Regions from separate parts of the Sus scrofa genome. Here region 2 is linked to region 1. The links are chromatin contacts, called in public HiChIP or PLAC-seq maps. All regions are on one chromosome and are shown on one strand. Each heading gives the region's core, a stretch centred on a gene start, on an enhancer-like site or on the middle of the called end of the contact. The rest is flanking DNA. Distances are from core to core; before and after follow the strand shown. Region 1 holds the start of CTDSP1 (carboxy-terminal domain RNA polymerase II polypeptide A small phosphatase 1). Region 2 overlaps USP37 (ubiquitin carboxyl-terminal hydrolase 37).

Region 1 (4,420 bases), core at 1,206-3,705:
CCTGGGGTGGACCTTCACCAACCCTCTTCGGCAGGCAGACGGGGAAACTGAGGTGTCAGATTGAGAAGATACTGGTGCATAGCTGCCAGACAGAACCCGGCTGGGTCCTGGTGTTTCTCAGCTGACACCCCTCATAACCATTCCTCCTGGGGTGCAAGCAGATGAATCGGATAAAGATAAACTGTTTGAGTATGGCACCCCCAGCTGCATCAGTTAGGGAGGGTAGTGGGATGGCAGCTGGGTGTAGGTAGACTCCTCCTCCTCTCAAGGAAACCCAAAGGACCCGCCCCACCCTACAGAACGCTTCCAACCTGCCACTGTCCCCGCCCCCTCCCGCGACTTCACGCGCACGGGTGTCCAGACTCGCTCCGCCTCCACCCCACCCTAGCGGAAGATGCACCCGACGAGCCTCCGAGTCTGGAGGAGGGACGGTCTCTTGGGAAAGAAGCCTGCACCAGGGGACGACTAGGGGGCGTGTTAGGGGCGGGAGTGGTGAAGGGAACAGCGAGAGAAGGGCAGCGGTCCTGCCCAGTGCCCTATCTCCGCCTCGGCTCTTCTGAACCTCGAGGGGACGGTTGGCCAGGTTCCAGCCGTCACAGAGAAAGAAACAGAGGGGGAAGAAGAAGAGCCGCCCTCCTCGGGCCAGGGGTTCACTCAGTCCTGGGCCGCACATTTCCTTTTGGGGTCAGCGCCGGCCGAGCATCCGCAGATACAGCCGAGGCCCCGCCCCGGGGCTGGACCGAAGTGGAGGGGGCTCCGCTCGGCGCCCGGAATCCCTCCTCTGCCTTCGCTGGAGAGCGGGTCAAACCGCTCACCTGTCGGAGCTCAGTTTCTTTATCTGTAAAATGGGTTAAGAAGGAGGTTGTTCTGAGGAGTAAAGGAGACTAGGGGGCCCGGCCAGAGCAGGACCCAGACTGAGCGCTCGCCGCACATTGGCCGTTGTTGCCATTAAATAAATGCAATGATGACAGCGGTGCAGGCGGCGTAAGAGCAGAACGGGGAGTCGTGGAGTCCAGCTGCGGCGGGGCTCACAGCCCGTGACCACGTCTTCTTCGCCCTGGTCCCCAAGCCCGAAGCTGGCACGTCTCCGGGCGAGCGCCGCTCCCCTCGTGTCCTGCCCCTCGCGCGGGGCCTCTGCCCCCTCCGCACCCCCCTTCTCCGGGCCTGGAGGACGTGCGCCGCGCTCGCACCCCGCGGCCGGACGGGACAGGACGCGCCCGCCCTGCCCCGCCCCGCCCCGCGGCCCGCGGGGGAAGGAAGTGCTGAGGCGTGTTTGTCAAGGCTTGGCGATATTAGTATTTTTAAAATGTGAACAAAAAGTAATAACGACAAATGCAAGGATCTTAATAAACAAGAAAAGAAAGAAAGAAAGAAAAAGAAAGAAAGAAAGAAAGAAAGAAAGAAAGAAAGAAAGAAAGAAAGAAAGAAAGAAAGAAAGAAAGAAAGAAAGAAAGAAAGAAGATAGACCACCCTCAGACCTAACCACGCACCACACGGGAGTTTCCTTTGTAAAGAATCTGCGTGGAAACGCTGGCCCCGCGCCTGCCGGTCTGTCTGCACAGACCCAGGCGGAACGTGTGTTCAAGGTCCTCCAAACAATTGATGACTGTGATGCCCATAGTCAGGCATTGAGCCTGCAGGGCTTGAGTCCACGGTTGACCAATGCGTGGGGGCCGCCGTCCGATTTTCCCCTTCCTCAATAGTCACAGAGTGGCCGGCTGGGGAGTAGAGGACCTAGGAAGGCCTCTTGGAGAGAGTGTCATTTCCTCTTCGAGGTCCGTGGGATTTGGCTATGCGGAGAGGGAGGAAGTGCATTTCACGTAGAGGGAACAGCACGCACAAAGGCCCTGAAGCGCGTGGAGGCGCTTGGCTCCGGGCGGGAAAGTCAGGTAGCTGGAGTGCGCACGGGGAGTGGACGTGGCGGGGCGGCTGAGGGAATCCCGGGGCAGGCAGTTGGCATTTTCACGCCCTACAGCTCTGGGTTTAGGGGAAGGAGCCAGAGACTGCGGTGAGTCGCGGTCACAGCCCAGTTAAGAGCTTAACTGTGTGGATCTGCACAGCCGTCTGAAGGTAGCAAAGAGCCTTTACACGCTCACGACATCCCTGCGAAATAAGCCTTACGACCGTCGGAGAGAAGACCCACTTTATAGACCAGATGGTGTAATTCCCATTTCCCAGAAGAGGAAACCGAGAAGCTGTCAGCCCGCGACCCTCGGAGAGTGCAGGGGAGGAGCCGCACCGCCCTAGGGCACTCCTGGGCGTGGGCGATTGGGTAGGCTAGGGTAGGGTAGGGCAGGGCGGGGGCGGGGCCTGGCCCCCGGCAGCCAAGAGTCGGGGAACTGTGGGCCGGCTGCCGGTCCTGCCACGCAGCCGCAGAGGCTTGGCCCCGCGGGCGGGCGGGAGGCAGGAAGGGAGGCGACGCCCCCTGGAGCGCGGCAGGAACCCGGCCGGGCCCGCCTCCCAGCCCGCGGAGCCGCGCCGGCCCCTGAAGTGTTGAAAGCCCGAGCAGAGTCCAGGTCACGCCGAAGCCGTTGCCCTTTTAAGGGGGAGCCTTGAAACGGCGCCCGGGTTCCATGTTTGCATCCGCCTCGCGGGGAGGAAACTCCATGTTGTAACAAAGTTTCCTCCGCGCCCCCTCCCTCCCCCTCCCCCTTAGAACCTGGCTCCCCTCCCCTCCGAAGCTCGCGGGGATCCCTCCCTCCCACCCCTCCCCTCCCCCCCGCGCCCCGATTCCGGCCCGAGCCGGGGGGGAGGCCGGGCGCCCGGGCCAGAGTCCGGCCGGAGCGGAGCGCGCCCGGCCCCATGGACAGCTCGGCCGTCATTACTCAGATCACCAAGGAGGAAGCGCGGAGTCCGCTACGGGGCAAAGGTACTGGGGCGCGCGGAGGGGGCTGCAGCCCGGGCACCGCAGGAAGGAGGGGCCCGGGACCTTCCCGGGCAGCCGCCACCGCCACCCCGGCCGCCCGCCTCGGCGGGGGCCGAAGCTTCCAACCCGAGGGGGAGCGGGATGAGTGTTTGAACTTGCGGAGGCTCTGAGGCGCGGGGCGGGGCCTGGCGCCTTTGGGGCACTCCTGTCTGTTCTAGTCGGGGAAACTGAGGAAGGGGTAGAGAAGGGGAGCCCTCCGGGTCTCCTAGACTGGCTGTGCACCGTGCCGGAGAGTCGCCCCCCCCCCACCCCCGCGTTGGCGCCAATGGGACTGGGAGATGGGGGGGGTAAAAGAGGGCGCCTTCAGGCCACCAGCTGAGACTCCGCCCCCTCTGGGCCGCGGTCTAGTCGGGTGGCGGGAGGGGGCGCGGAGGTGACAGCGGACTGGGGTGGGTTGCATCTCCCGCCAACACACAGCCACGTTCCCCACAAACTTGCGCGCCCCGCGTGGAGGCGCCGAGCCTCTCAGAGGCTCCAGAGAGGGGTAACCACTTCTAAGGGTCCCCAGCGCGCCCGCCGGGAGACCCGAGCGTCGTGACAGTGCACGCGGTGCCCCGGCTTCAGGCCGGTGGGCGCCAGGCCTATGCCCACACTACCGACCCGGGAAGCCGCCCATCTCGGCCGGGCTTCCCAGGGCTGACGGGTCTGAGCTGAGGGGTCTGCTCCTCCCTGTCCGGGTGATGACTTCAGAGGCTAGGAAGATCCTGCCACCTCTGGGGGGCCTCGCACCCCTCAGGGGCAGGGGGCCCGGGTGGAGGGGCGCTTGGAGGGTGGGCGGATCATGGTTGGAGGTCCGTGCGGGGGTGGAGGAGGCGGGGCCAGCAGATGACCGCAGGACACTGGCCCAGGCCCCTGCTCCCTGCCTCTGGGCCCAGCCTCAGAGAGGACTTTGGACCTCCAGAGGCGGAGAAGGGGACGGAGGGCTGTTGTGGGCCGCAGGGCCCCAGACCCCAGCCCTCTTTGGCAGGGGCCCAACAGAGCAGTGGGTGTCAAGAGGTGTCCCCAGTGGGCTGATCCCTCATCAGTGATGGAGCCTTAGGAAGAGAAAGTGCCCTCAGCGCCCGCCTCCAGCCAGCCCCCTGTCTAATGTGGGTGACTTCGTACCCACACTAGAAGAACTTGTGGGGAGCCGAGGGGTGGCCCCGAGCCAAGACTGTCAGGATGCCACCTTAGCGTGTCTCCCTGAATGAAGGGGGCACGGCCAGAACCCCTCAGCCCAGAGCCCCACATCTGGGCACAGACGCACACCTCTGCAGGCCAGTCAGTGTGCACACCCCCTCTTGGGCCTCCCTGCTTCAGGTGACCAGAAGTCTACAGCTTCCCAGAAGCCCCGGAGTCGGGGCATCCTCCACTCACTTTTCTGCTGCGTCTGCCGGGACGATGGGGAGGCCCTGCCTGCCCACAGCGGGGCGCCTCTGCTGGTGGAGGAGAATGGTGCCGTCCCCAAGGTGCGTGGTGGCCGGGTGGGGGTTACAGGGGCACCTGGGCTCAGCC
Region 2 (4,205 bases), core at 39-2,538, 55 kb after region 1:
AAAACTAAAACTATGCACTCATTCTAGGGAGGCTTGATAAATTTTTATTATTTCTATTTTATTACTAACATGACTTGGATTGTATAGGATTAGACAACCATGAAAACAAAACCTTTCAGTCAGATACCTCAGGTGACTGCAATAGCACAAACCAACTAGCTTTGACAAATATAAACAAAAGGAACTAAAAATTGAAGAATAGATTACTACATAAAGAGAAGAGCAGATAAATGTTAGTCTACAACTAAAATCTAAAATTTCAGATAATACTGCTAAGAATTTTATGTTAAAATAATTCACAGGAAAGGGGAGTTCCTGTTGTGGCTGGTGGGTTAAAGACCCAATGTTGTCTCTGTGAGGATGTGGGTTCGGTCCCCAGCCTCACTCAGTGGGTTAAGGATCCAGCATTGCCGCAAGTTGCAGCACAGGTTGCAGATGTGGCTTAGACTGGTGTTGCTGTGGCTGTGGTGTAGGTCACAGCTGCAGCTCTGATACAACCCCTACCTAACCCAGGAACTTCCATGCGCTGCAGGTGCAGCCATTAAACACACACACACACACACACACACACACACAGAGGAAGGGATTCATATTGTGAGAAAATGACCAAAACAAATACTGTGCCTTAACATAGTAATAATAAAATCACAATGGTATACTATTCAACTGTTTGCAAAAAAAAAAATAAAGTTGGATCTGATAACGCTTCCTGCTTTAGCATGCAATAAATTACAGTAATAGGAAGTAACCAACAATACACTGTTGCACTTAGATTTCTTAAAAAAAGGAAAATGTGCTGTTTCAAGTCCAAAGCAAAAGTCCTAAAGAAGTTTGTGTGTTTTGGTGGAGCAATGATTTACTGTATGTAAATCACCTGGAACAATGCCCGACACAAGTAGTAAGTGCTTAACAAATGTTTATCATTATTATTATTATGCTATTTCCTGGGAAAGGTATAGAGAAAGTAGCAATATAAATATCTCTTACTTGCTCCTGAAGGCTCTGAGCCAATGCCTGCTGCAGCTCTTGTTCTTCCCTCTCACGCTCCATATCATACTGCTGCAGCCAATCAACCTCTCCTTGAGATCCTTCTGGAGTTTTGTTTTCTTTATTTTCATCACAGTCTTTAGTTATCTCTGTAAAACTGGCAGGATCTGCAGAAGTAAAACATAACATAACTGGGAAATCTTCTCTTACAAACTGAAATCTCTGAACTAGAGTGACATCTACTGTTCAGAGAGTAAGTATCTTAACCTCAGACACACTTGCTTAGGACTTGCAATCTCATGTTACTACATAGTCTTGATCACAGAATTTCTCAATCTCAACACTACTGACATTGTGAGTGGGACAATTTTTTTGTGCTGGGGGGAGAGGGGCTGCCTGTACACATATAATGTTTAGTAACATCCTGGCCTCTACCTACCAGAGGCCAGTAGCAACCCACCCTCCCTAAAACAAACAAAAGTGACAGTGCCAAATGTCCCCTGGGGAACAAAACTGCCCTCCGTTGAGAAAACCTCTGATCTAGTAATGGATCTGACTTAACCAATCGTCAGAACTACGGTTAAGGATGAAGAAGAAAAAACAGCCACATTCATAGGTCATGACACATGACCAAGTACTGGGAAAAAAATAATACTTAGAGTAAATGATGTAAGAATTAGGCTAGAATGATTAATTACTGAGATTCTCCCATTTATTACACTGTATGTCAAATTAGTGTGTTTTCACATGGGTAATCAAATGAGCCTTGCACATCTTCCAAATCAAAAGAGCTGAGTTCCCTTCGTGGTTCAGTGTTTAATGAACCTGATGAGAATCCATGAGGTTTGATCCCTGGCCTTGCTCAGTGGGTTAAGGATCCGGTGTTGCCATGAGCTGTGGTGTAGGTGGGCAGCTGTAGCTCCAATTTGACCCCTGGCCTGGGAACTTCCATATGCTGCTGGCGTGGCCCTAAAAAGCAAAAAACAAAAAAAGCTACAAAATATGTAATAAACATCTCATGTACCACATAAATATATGGCCATAAATACATTTAAAACATTCATCCAGGGAGGTAAGAAAAAATTTAATCTTTTTTTTTTTTTAATCTCAATTTCTAGATTACAGCTGGCTGGAATAAGCAGTATGGACATAATTTTCTTCTGATTATTAAAATCTCACTATAGTTTTTAATTAGGTAAGAGTGGGGAGAAGGAACTTCCTTCCTTCCTTCCCTCCCTCCCAAACACTTTACCAAAGCAAAAATTTTCATCTCAACAAGTTAAGGAAGTTCTCATAAAAAGAATTTAACTGGCTGTCAATAAGAATTATCTTTACAGATTCATTTCATATGAAATGTTTTTTGCTTTTTTAGGGCTGCCCCCCACAGCATGTGAAGGTTCCCAGGTTACAGGACAAACTGGAGCTGCAGCTGCTGGCCTACACCACAGCAACGCCAGATCCAAGCCACGTCGTGACCTATACCACAGTTCACAGCAACGCTGGATCCTTAACCCTCTGAGCGAGGCCAAGGATCAAACTTGAGTCCTCACAGATGCTAACCAAATTCGTTAACTGCTGAGCCACAACGGGAAATCACTCACTGAAATGTTTTTAAATATGTCCCAGGAGTTCTCGTCGTGGCGCAGTGGTTAACGAACCCGACTAGGAACCATGAGGTTGCGGGTTCGGTCCCTGCCCTTGCTCAGTAGGTTAAAGGATCTGGCGTTGCCGTGAGCTGTGGTGTAGGTTGCAGACTCGGCTCGGATCCCACGTTGCTGTGGCTCTGGCGTAGGCTGGTGGCTACAGCTCCGAATGGACCCCTAGCCTGGGAACCTCCATATGCTGCGGAAGCAGCCCAAGAAATGGCAAAAAGACAAAAAAAAAAAAAAAAAAAAAAAAAAAAAAAAAAAAAAAAAAATCTGTCCCAGTACTGCATTCTAACCATTTAAATGGTAGATCCTTTTTTATAGCACAAATGAACTCTGAAGCTTACTCTGAATATTATGAAGCCTACAGCATCTTAGTTTTAGACTCTAAATCAGCAATTAGTCTGTATATATGTACGTATATTTTGGGGCCAAACCCATGGCATATGGAAGTTCCTAGGCTCAGGGTTGAATCTGAGCTGTAGCGGCTGGCCTTCGCCACAGCTACAGCAACACAAGATCCAAGCCAAGTTGGCGACCTGCACCACAGCTCATGGCAATGCTGTGACCCAAGGAGAGAGGCCAAGGATCGAACCTGAGTCTTCATAGATATTAGTTGGATTCATTACCACCGAGCCTCAACGGGGAACTCCTAGTCATTATTTTTAATTGAACTGCTACTGAATACTTACCATTAAAATTCTGAATATTCATTAAAGGAGGAAAAGAAACTCTGGATATATTAAGTGCAAAAAGCAGTATGATCCTGATCCTGATTTAAACACACACACACACACACACACCCCTCCATTCTTGGAGAAAGAGTCATTTCCATAGCCTGGAAGGGGCAGCTCTGAAGCCTACAAGATCCTGCCTGTACCTTTAGCCTTGGCTTACTGGACCAGGAATGTTCATCTGAGTCAACCAATCAATCACTTCTGAAAATTTGGAACTGAGACATCGAAGTTAGCTGAAGTTGAGCATTTCAAGTGGAAGAAAGATTTGGGAGTAGAGGCTGCTATTTTAGGGCATAAGATGAGCATTACTTACTTGCATTCTCAAAACATATTTCATAAAAAAAAAGTGACAGTTCTTAGCCAGTAACTTTCAGCACTCAATGTATCAATGTACTTCACATAATTACACTAGCAATTAATTCACATGACAGGAAACAGATGCAGGAAAGTTTACTCTGAGATGGTGAAAATGAATATATACCTGTCCTCAGGACAAGATTACCAGACGGATACAAAAAACACTTAAGATCTATGAGAACGAATATGACCATGAAATGAAAACACATTTTTTTTTTTTTTTTTTTTTGTCTTTTTGTCTTTGTTGTTGTTGTTGCTATTTCTTGGGCCGCTCCTGCGGCATATGGAGGTTCCCAGGTTAGGGGTCCAATCGGAGCTGTAGCCACCGGCCTACGCCAGAGCCACAGCAACGTGGGATCCGAGCCGAGTCTGCAACCTACACCACAGTTCACAGCAACGCTGGATCCTTAACCCACTGAGCAAGGGCAGGGACCGAACCCGCAACCTCATGGTTCCTAGTCGGATTCGTTAACCACTG

The links. HiChIP or PLAC-seq counts read pairs in DNA pulled down with a chosen protein or histone mark.
Region 2: a contact with region 1 is called in an H3K27ac HiChIP or PLAC-seq map of alveolar macrophages. The contact joins the enhancer-like site here to the promoter of CTDSP1 in region 1. A contact is called at or near these places in 1 of 5 promoter capture datasets (liver), 24 of 47 Hi-C or Micro-C datasets (alveolar macrophages, blood, embryonic fibroblasts and 11 more) and 2 of 2 datasets of contacts at active chromatin or transcription factors (alveolar macrophages and skeletal muscle).

Annotation. Positions count from the first base shown.
Region 1 is chr15:120,448,194-120,452,613 of Sscrofa11.1, forward strand. CTDSP1 (carboxy-terminal domain RNA polymerase II polypeptide A small phosphatase 1) reads left to right here and starts at 2,456. Exons shown (of 6, transcript XM_021076473.1): 1 at 2,456-2,869; 2 at 4,226-4,374. The coding sequence starts at 2,803.
Region 2 is chr15:120,504,118-120,508,322 of Sscrofa11.1, forward strand. USP37 (ubiquitin carboxyl-terminal hydrolase 37) reads right to left here. Exons shown (of 24, transcript XM_003133658.6): 19 at 988-1,154. Among named protein-coding and RNA genes, the nearest start is that of VIL1, 43 kb to the left of the region's middle. Within about 2 kb of position 1,289, at least 10 of the 83 cell types and tissues checked have an H3K27ac peak or open chromatin away from gene starts, as enhancers often do. A contact at or near this core is called in alveolar macrophages and omental adipose tissue, where this site is marked.